Linked DNA regions of Ovis aries: region 2 is linked to region 1. Evidence: chromatin contacts called from public Hi-C data. All regions are on one chromosome and are shown on one strand. The core of a region is the stretch at or near the end of the contact, and the rest is flanking DNA. Distances in the headings are between cores, read along the strand shown. Region 1 overlaps PFKFB3 (6-phosphofructo-2-kinase/fructose-2,6-biphosphatase 3). Region 2 has its middle 120 kb from the start of TRNAF-GAA.

Region 1 (4,617 bases), core at 917-3,416:
AGGGCGACTGAAGATGCGGGATACAACACGGAACATGGACCATCCGCCAGCTTGTTACAGCACAATGCGCTGAAGCGACGGTGTCTGCACTCGATGAGGTTCACTGGGATCCAGCGCTGCCCTTAGCTCCTTCTGGTTCTTCTCACGACTGGAAAACCTTCAGCCACAGCTATTGCTCCTGCGGGCCCGCACTGTCCTGGAGCCACAGTGATGCCATGCTTTTGACAGTCTGGCCACAAAGATACCTTATCAACCACAGAAATGTGGAGCTCATCAGAGAGTTCGAATAGTTTTTAAGAAGTAGGATATTTCTTTTCCTCTTTGCTTTTATTAGGACATCTTAAAACCTTTGAGAAGTACACAAAGAGCTCAAAGCCTCCCTCCTGCACCTCTTTAAAAGAAGTTTTTAATGCTGACTCACTTTGATTTCATGAAATAGTTATTTCTTTTTAATCTGCTGTGGTGGCAACTATTAGCCTTTTAAGAAGAGGACACTGTTAGGTGTGAGTGCTGGGACTCTGTTGGGGTGGCGGGGGCAGGGGGTGACTCTCTCTTCATATCCTAAGAAGCACTTTACAGTGTAGGCTTAGTTATTAATCTTTGTAATAGTTTCTGAAGACACTTCTTATTTCCTCGTTATATCCAAATAGTAGGTAATGTAGATACTGTCATAGAAACCACTTGGATCCAAAGTTTTGTTGTTGGCATTGTTATTGAGAAGGAAACTGAATGTTCTAGTTGGAAAGTGATTTAATTGGGTGACACTTGAAAGAATACCAGCCTAGTCAGGTATTTTTTTATTCCTTGGCTCATTATTAATAGCTGTGTGATCACAAGGAAGTCATATTGGTGAGCCTCGGTTTCATTAACTCTAAGGGGAAAAGGTAGGAGAGTGTGTGTGTCTGTGTGTTTCTGTGTGTCCGTCCATGTGTGTGTGTGTGTTGGGGACACTATGAAATTCAAAAATGAATCCGTATTTCTGACAAGGACCATGCCTCATTTGACTTTGGCGCCCCCAGGACAGCTGCTGTCAGTAAATGTTTGTTTCATGTGGGAAGAAACAGAGATATTGACTTTCTTCAGTGTGTGACCTTGGACTTTGGGGAGAAACGCTGTAGGACAAAGAGATGGATACGAAATTCCCAGCCCATCTGCGAGAAACGCTGTAGGACAATGAGATGGATACGAAATTCCCAGCCCATCTGCCCCAAGTCCATGCAAACTCTCCGTATTCTCCCAACGTGAGGTTGTTACCCTGAGCCTGCATTCAGCATGATCTTACCTTACCCAGCACCTGTCTCTCAGTTCCCTGCTTGTATTCTATTTCGTGGCCATGTCCCACTCTGGTCTTCAGCTACAAGCTCTTGGGCATGGGAGATCTTTCTTTGTCATGCTCGGCGTGAGACAGAGCACGCAGCACTGTGATGAGCTAGGTGATCACCTGCTGCTGCTTCCTGGCTAGACCCGAGATGAGATGGTTGTGATTCCAGTGCAGCCTGTTCTGTGCATGACTCGCAGCTCCTGCTCCTGAGCATCTGTTAAATGTACCAGAAGATGGACAGTGAGCTGCTTGCTGGTCTCTGTGTCTGCTTTCCCCTCCAGGAAAAACAGGTTTGGCACGGTCGTCGGGAGCCCTCAGCCGACCTCTACATGGGTCTCCTCTTTATTTCATGTCTTGCCTGCAAAGACCGCAAACCTGCTGATACTCTCCCGAAGATCTACACAAAGCCCATAAACAGAATCATCGCCCCCACCTCCACCAAAGTAAAACAGTTTGAGCTTGATTCCTCTTTTCCGCAGGTGTGGGATTCGGAAGCAAAGGTGTTAGGAACACATGCAAATCCCCAGGTTCCTGGCTCCCTTTCTGCCAGTTCCCGTCTCCCTTCATGTCTGTACTGCCTAGAATCCCATGAACAGAGGAGCCTGGCAGATTACAGTCCAGGGGGTCGCAGAGAGTCAGACTCAACTGAAGCTACCTAGCACACACTGTCTATGCTTTTGTCTATTTTTTTCTCCAGAATTTGAGCAAACTGAGTGATCACCAATTTAAAATCTGGGGTGTTTTTAAACAACTTTTTTTCTTTTGAAATTGAAAAGTTACAAAATAGCACATAGAGTCCTATGAACCCTTCACCCAGCTTCCTCTTATGGGGACATCTCCTATGACGGCAGAAAAATATCAAAACCGGGAAACTGATTGCTGGTACCAGACTGTGAAACAGACCACAGAATATCTGATTTTTAAAAACACACACAAAGGAATGCTTTAAAAACTTTTTTTAATTGGAGGATAATTGCTTTACAATATTGTGCTGGTTTCTGCCACACATCAACATGAATCAGCCACAGGTATACAAATGTCCCCTCCCTCTGGAACCTCCCTCCCATCTCCCACCCCATCCCACCCCTCTAGGTGGTTGCAGGGCCCTAGGCTGAGCTCTCCGAGTCACTGGCTATCTATTTTACATGTGGTAATGTATCTGTTTCCAAGCTGCTCTCTTAGTTTGTCCCCCTCCTCCCCCTACAAGTCTGTTCGCCATGTCTGCATCTCCATTGCTGCCCTGCAAACAGGTTCATCAGTACCATCTCTCCAGATTCCATACACACACATAACATCTGTCTCGATATTGGGTGAAGAGGTTGGCAGGGAGTGGCAGATACTCTCAGAGCAGGAGCCTGATGCAATGCCTGCTTGAAACACCCAGGGCAGTTTTAAGAGTATGGTCCCTAGGTCACGGGTGTGCCTTCAGAAGAGGAAAGGCCTGCAGAAAGTGGAGGAACAAGGGCTGGGCAGAAGGAAAGGAAACTTGCTGGTTCAGTGGGACTTCAGTCGCGACTGTTCACCAAGAGCCAGGCTGTGGCCACATTTAAGTGTCCTGGTACCTCATAATGAGATGAGTAAGTCCCCTCATTTGGAGAAACATCTATACGACATTTGTAGAAAAATAAATGATTTTAAAAAACTGGACTTTATTTTCAGAGCAGTTTGAGATTCACGGCAAAATTGAGAGGAAGGTACAGACTTTTCCCAGGTGCCCCCCACCCCCACCCATGCCGTGCCCGCTGTTATCAGCATCATTCACCAGGTGGCACGTGGTTACTGAGGCTGAACCCACACAGACACATCTACTGCTGCCGTTGTGTGCTGTCGTGTCCGACTCTTTGCGACCCCATGGACTGTAGCCTGCTAGGCTTCTCTGTTCATGGGATTTTCCAGGCAGGAACAGTGGACTGGGTTGCCATGTCCTCCTCCAGGGGATCTTCCCAACCCAGGGATCGAACCCTCATCTCCTGTGTCTCCTGCAGTGGCAGGCGTTATCGTCACTCAAAGTCCACCGTTTACCATGGGTTCACTCTTGGTGTTGTATATTAAGTGAATTTGGACAGATATATAAAGACACATATCCATCACTGTAATATACAGAGCAGTGTAAATGCCCTAAAAATCCCTTGTACTTTACCCCTTTATCACTCTTTCTTCCCTCACCCCTGGCAACCATTCATCTTTTTACTGTACTTGTACCTTTTCCAGAATATCATGGAGTTGGAATCATGGTCTGGAGCCTTTTCTGATCGACTTCTTTCGCTTAGGAATATGTACTTACCATTCCTGCATGTCTTTGTCATGACTTGACAGCTCGTTTCTTTCTGGCAGTAAATAATATCCCATTGTCTGGAGGCATCACGGTGTATTTACCCTTTCACCTGCTGATGGACATGTTGGCTGCTTCCACCTTTGGGCAATGCTGAATGAAGCTGCTATAAACCTCCATGTGCAGGTTTTGAACTGGGTTTTCAACTCGGTGTTGCATCGTGTGGGTCTCTGTCTGTATCTGTGTTCCTATTCGTGTATGAGTGACATTTTATGTATATATATTTTAAGTCCTCTCCCCTTTCTTTGGATGGTTGGTGAGGTAAGGGCTGATTTCAGTCTTTTAGTTGGTGTCTGTCTTCACTCTCTCAGACACTGTATTGTTCGCGGGAGCAAATGACAACACTTTGTGTCTAATTAGCAATATCTGATTGCTCACCACCTGCCAGGGCTTGTTCTGTCTCCTCTCGCTGGGGAGAAGGTGGGTTCTAGCACCATTTCAGTGTTTAAACCTGGTTCAGTGGCTCACCATTGTGCAAATGGTGTTGCTTTTTTGCTGTAGTTACAGGAGTGTCTGGGGTGGTGGTAGTTGGGGGGATGGGGTGCGGGGAGGTGGTTAGATGACCTCGGCTAGCAGAGGGAACCGAGAAGCAAGAGGTCATGGAGAAAACCCAGCCCCACCACTCCTGCTGAGTCTGGACCCAGCAAAGGAATTCTCTATAAAGAAGCATGGCAGCAGGCCATGCCGCACACGCAGGGCTTTCTCAGCTACGTTCTGGGTGAGATGATCTGAGTTACAGTGCACGCTTCTCCCCTCATCATCACTCTGCTCAGCACCCTGGAGTCAGGCTGTGGCCATCACAAGTCTCTTGGGAGATGTCTGTGTCAAGTAAGGGAAAAAAGTTCCTAACTGGCTGTGGTCCTTGACCTTTAGCCCGGTTCTGACTCCTGTAATCTCTAAACTTCCCTTTACTCATTTAAAAGGATGATTGGATAATCTGGAAGATTCCTTGTAGACCTTGGGT
Region 2 (4,617 bases), core at 1,405-3,904, 170 kb after region 1:
CACTTTTAAAAAACTTTTAATTTTGTGTTGGGGTACAATCAATTGACTTGGAGAAGGAAATGGCAACCCACTCCAGTGTTCTTGCCTGGAGAATCCCAGGGAGAGCAGAGCCTGGTGGGCTGCTGTCTATGGGGTCGCACAGAGTCGGACACGACTGATGCGACTCAGCAGCCGCCGCAGTCAATTGACAGTGTGACAGTTTCAGGTGAACAGCAAAGGGACTTAGCCATACATGCACATGTATCAAGTTGAGCAGTTTCCCGCGCTATACAGAAGGTCCTTGTTGGTTATCCATTTTAAATACAGTAGTGTGTACATGTTGATCCCACACTCACTAAGTATCCCTTCCCCTCATCCTACCCTCCTGGCAGTGAATAAATTCATTCTCTAAGCCTGTGAGTCTCTTTCTGTTTTATATATAAGTTCACTGGTATTTCTTTTTAGATTCCACATATAAGGGATGTTGTATGATATTTCTCCTTCTCTGTCTGACTGACTTCACTCAGTATGAGAATCTCTAGGTCCATCCGTCTGTGTTGTTGCGAATGGCATGGTTCCATTCTTTTCAATGGCCAAGGAATGTTCCGCTGTATGTGCGCACCACAGCTGCTTTATCCATTCCTCTGTGGACGGGCACAGGTTGCCTCCGGGCCTTTCCTCCTTTCATTTCTTTCTGTGAGCCTCTCCTAAGATGCTCCCCGTGCCAGGCCAGTGCTGCAGCCCATCCTTGCGGTGCTGGCTGTCAGTGCGTTATGCGGAGTATGTTTTTCAGAAGTCGTCCTTTTGTTTCTCCAGTTCCCACTTTTTTTTTTTTTTTTTTTTTTTTAGCTATCATGACAGGTTTAAATAAACCACTATGATGTCTCCTTAATTCTATCAGTAAGATACATGCAGACTTAATGGAATCCCCTTGTAGTAAGACCTTCCAGATCAAGAGACAAAACTTTTAGCAGATATTAGAACTGCCTCATATCAAATAGCTATTGATAGTGGTATTATCTCTGCCCTGGAATCTAAATGCTAATATCACACTTGAATGAATAGTTCATTTAAAAAGTTACCTCTAGAGCTCCCAAATCAGTTTCACTTCTTAGCTAAAAACAAGTTTTCTATCCCTAAAAGTTATTTTAAAAATATTTATTTTATTTGTTTGGCTGTTCTGGGTCATAGTTGCAGCATGTGGGATCTAGTTCTCTGACCAGGGGTCAAACCCCAGGCCCCCTGCATTGGGAGGGAGGAGTCTTAGCCATTGGACCACGAGGGAAGTCTCCCTAAAAGTTATTTTTTAAACAACCTTTATTGAACTATAATTCATATAATCACACCATGTACTCTTCTAAATTGCAAAATTCAAACTTGGGGGTGTATTGACAGAGTTGCACAACCATCACCGTAATATAATTTTAGGGCATTTTCATAACCCTGGAAAGAATCTCTCAATCTACTTGCTGTCACCCACCCCCTGCCATCCCCCTAATTCCTAGCCTTAGGCCAGTATGTTTTTGGTGTTTAAGAAATCATTACCTAACTCAGGGTCATGAAGATTTACTCTCATATTTCTTTCTAAATTTTCTAGTTTAATTTCTTTCATTCAGATCCTTGATCCATTTTTAGTTAATTTTTGTGTATGGTGTGAGGTAGGGAGTTCTGATTAATTCTTTTCCATGTTGGGATATCCAGTGGTTCCCAACGCCAGTTATTAAAAAGCTCTGTTCTTTCTTCATTGAATTACGTTGACTCCTTTGTTGAAAATGAGTGGCCAGTGATGAAAGGCTTGTGTCTGAATTCTCCATTCTGCTTTATTGATCTCTGTATCTAACTGGATGCTAGTACCACACAGATTTATGATTGTAGCTATGTAGTCAGTTTTGAGATAAGGGAATATGACTCCTCTAGCTTAGTAATTCTTCGAAAAATGAGGCCTGTTTTTAAAGAAAGGGTTGTATGTCTTATAGTTTGTGAATTCATAGATACTTTTAGAGTCTGAAGGGTTTGAAGATATCAGTTGATGTTCTTTAGTAGAGGTCCACAGCCAACAGTAAGGATGTGGTGAGTCGGCTTTTGTCTGGTCTTGAAGACCTTCTTGAAGAACCTTATTTCAGAAGTTGACTTGTTCCACAGACATCTACCTGGCATCTCCCACACATCATGGCATGTGCTAGAAGCTGGGGAGAGAAAAATAAATGGAATGGGGCTCAGTCCCTGAATTCAGTGTGCTCACAGTCTGGCAAAGAAGTGGCCAGACTATCATTGCTGCCTTTCTGAAGACTGTCAGCTTAAACTCCTTCACTTTGTAGGTATGAAGAAAAAGCCTAGAGGAAGAGATTTGCATGAAAGCTATGGTGTCCACAAAAGTAAATAACTGTGAACACAGTGCGTTGCACATAGGCCCTCAAAACATTTGCTCTGATTTGCTTACTAGATGGTGTGAAGCCTGGTGGGGGGTGGGCACAGCTCACCATGGAAGGCTGAGAAAGTGCTCAAGCTCCTTCTGGGGGTGACACTCACTTTTAAAGATTCCTTTGTGCTCACTGCCTGGCCTCGGTCGGGCTATTGACAGTACTCTTGGCAGCTAGCTTTGCCCTGGAGCCTGTTCTTACCCTTTCTTTCTTTCTTGGCCCAGGGCATCTGGAGACAGGTTGAATAAGCACCCTGGAGTTCTGCCAGAGTCACAAGATGAGGAAGGGCAAGGACTCAACAGGAGACAGAGAGCAGGGTGGGGAGGTGTGGGGCATGCAGAGGAAGTTGAGCATCATGTGGTTTCCATGGCTCAGCCCTACTCAGAGGCCAGAATTCATTTAAGCAGTTGAGAGGTCCAAAAGCCTAGCCCTTATCCTCGGGGTTATGTGTTTCCTCCTATCTGGTGGGTTTATCTGGCCATTCCTCTAAACCTACAAACAGAGAGCTCTTGAGGCAGAGCCTTCATTCCTACAGGGCAAGCAGGCAATTATAGGGGCCCCAAGTGCAGTGTGAACTCAGCTGAGACCCAGAGCAAGTCATCAGTGGTGGCCAGTGTCTGGTGTAGATGGAGGCTACTGAGTTGATGTCCAGAAAGGGTGGCTAGATTTTGTGTGCTCCCCGCTGCTGCTTACAGAGGAAATGAATTTGAATGTAGTACAAGGTTCGGGGCACATCAGAACTGAAAGAGAAAACAGAGACAAAGTTAAAAGCAACAACTGGAGACAGACCACCTTAGGCGGAATTGCAGCCACGGGTATGGTATTTCTGTGCCCAAATGTCTTCATTCAACACTCCCCAAATCTCTTTCTTTTATCCACAGCACTGTCCCCTCTTGGTGTGCATGTAATATATTTATTGATTACATTTATTGGTTACTCTCACCCTCAAAGGGCAGGGGACTTCCCCAGTGGCTCAGTGGAAAAGAATCCAGCTGCAATGCAGGAGCCACAGGAGACATGAGTTCGATCCCTGGGTCTGGAAGATCCCCTGGAGAAGGAAATAGCAACCCACTCCAGTATTCTTGCCTGGGAAAATTCCACGGGCAGAGGAGCCTTGAGGGCTATAGTCCATAGGGTTGCAAAGAGTCAGACACGACTGGAGTGATTGAACACACATAAAGGACACATCATTGTTTTTGTGGGTGTTGTCTTTTGACGTAGTCTCAGACTCTAGAAGACTTGGGGTGTGTAGAAGCTACTCATTAAGCATTTGCTGGATATGATTGATCATTGTACCAACCTCAACTGGATTACTATGAAATTAAGGGAATTCATACTGTATTATGTTCAGGGCAGTGCCCACCTCATAGTAAGTGTCAGGTAAGTGGAGTGACCGTGTGTCCCATGTCCCCTTGGCCCAGGACAGACCTGCCTTAGTTCTGTTTCCTGGAGTGGTCACTAATAGTGCTCCCTTTCATAAGAAGAAGAAGAAGAAGAAGAAAAGACCTAGATGTTAAATTGTATAGTTTACCTGCATATAAGTGTATTTACTTTTTCAAAAAAGAAATTAAAATTATGTACTGTTTACCAGGTGCCATGTTAGATGCTAAGAGGAATAGCCCTAGTTCCTTCCCTTCTATTATAGAACTTACGGTCTGCGGACTCTCACTGGGGCCCTTTAAGAACAGGATTAAGTAGACAACTCACGGCTGGAGCACATGGGTCATAGTAATAATTGGATCTATATCCAGGTAGTTCTTTGTTGTTTTATGAATGAAGTTTTCCTTTTATCAGTTTTAACAGGAAAAAACCAAGGCAGAAACAATGTCTCTTACCCTTTTGATGAAAAATTGGATTTCTAAGAAGACAAATAACTCAGTGAGGGTTGCGTAACTAGAGAGAGCTGGCCCCAAACTCTGGGTCCTACACGTTCTCTCCTGCCACTACACAGCAGCCGCTGAGGGGGTCGACCAGATGACCTGACAGCCCTTTCGTGATACAGATGCAGCAATTCTGATTGCCCTGTGGTATGCAGCTTTTTTGTTACTGATTCTTTAAAAATGTATAGATTATACTTCAGTCCCTGGGTCGGAAAGATCCCCTGGACAAGGAAATGGCTACCCACTCCAGTATTCTTGACTGGAAAATTCCATAGACAGGAGCCTGGTGGGCTACAGTCAATGGGGTTGCAAAGAGTTGGACATGACTGAGCAATTAA

The links. A called contact is a pair of places that touch in the nucleus more often than the background predicts.
Region 2: a contact with region 1 is called in a Hi-C map of mixed tissues, with 4 times the contacts expected there. The contact joins two enhancer-like sites. A contact is called at or near these places in 7 of 16 Hi-C or Micro-C datasets (blood, hypothalamus, liver and 2 more).

The regions. Positions count from the first base shown.
Region 1 is chr13:10,977,680-10,982,296 of ARS-UI_Ramb_v3.0, forward strand. All of the region lies in intron 1 of PFKFB3 (6-phosphofructo-2-kinase/fructose-2,6-biphosphatase 3), which reads left to right. Among named protein-coding and RNA genes, the nearest start is that of PFKFB3, 49 kb to the left of the region's middle. Within about 2 kb of position 2,167, at least 4 of the 54 cell types and tissues checked have an H3K27ac peak or open chromatin away from gene starts, as enhancers often do.
Region 2 is chr13:11,151,992-11,156,608 of ARS-UI_Ramb_v3.0, forward strand. No RefSeq gene overlaps it. Among named protein-coding and RNA genes, the nearest start is that of TRNAF-GAA, 120 kb to the right of the region's middle. Within about 2 kb of position 2,655, at least 15 of the 54 cell types and tissues checked have an H3K27ac peak or open chromatin away from gene starts, as enhancers often do.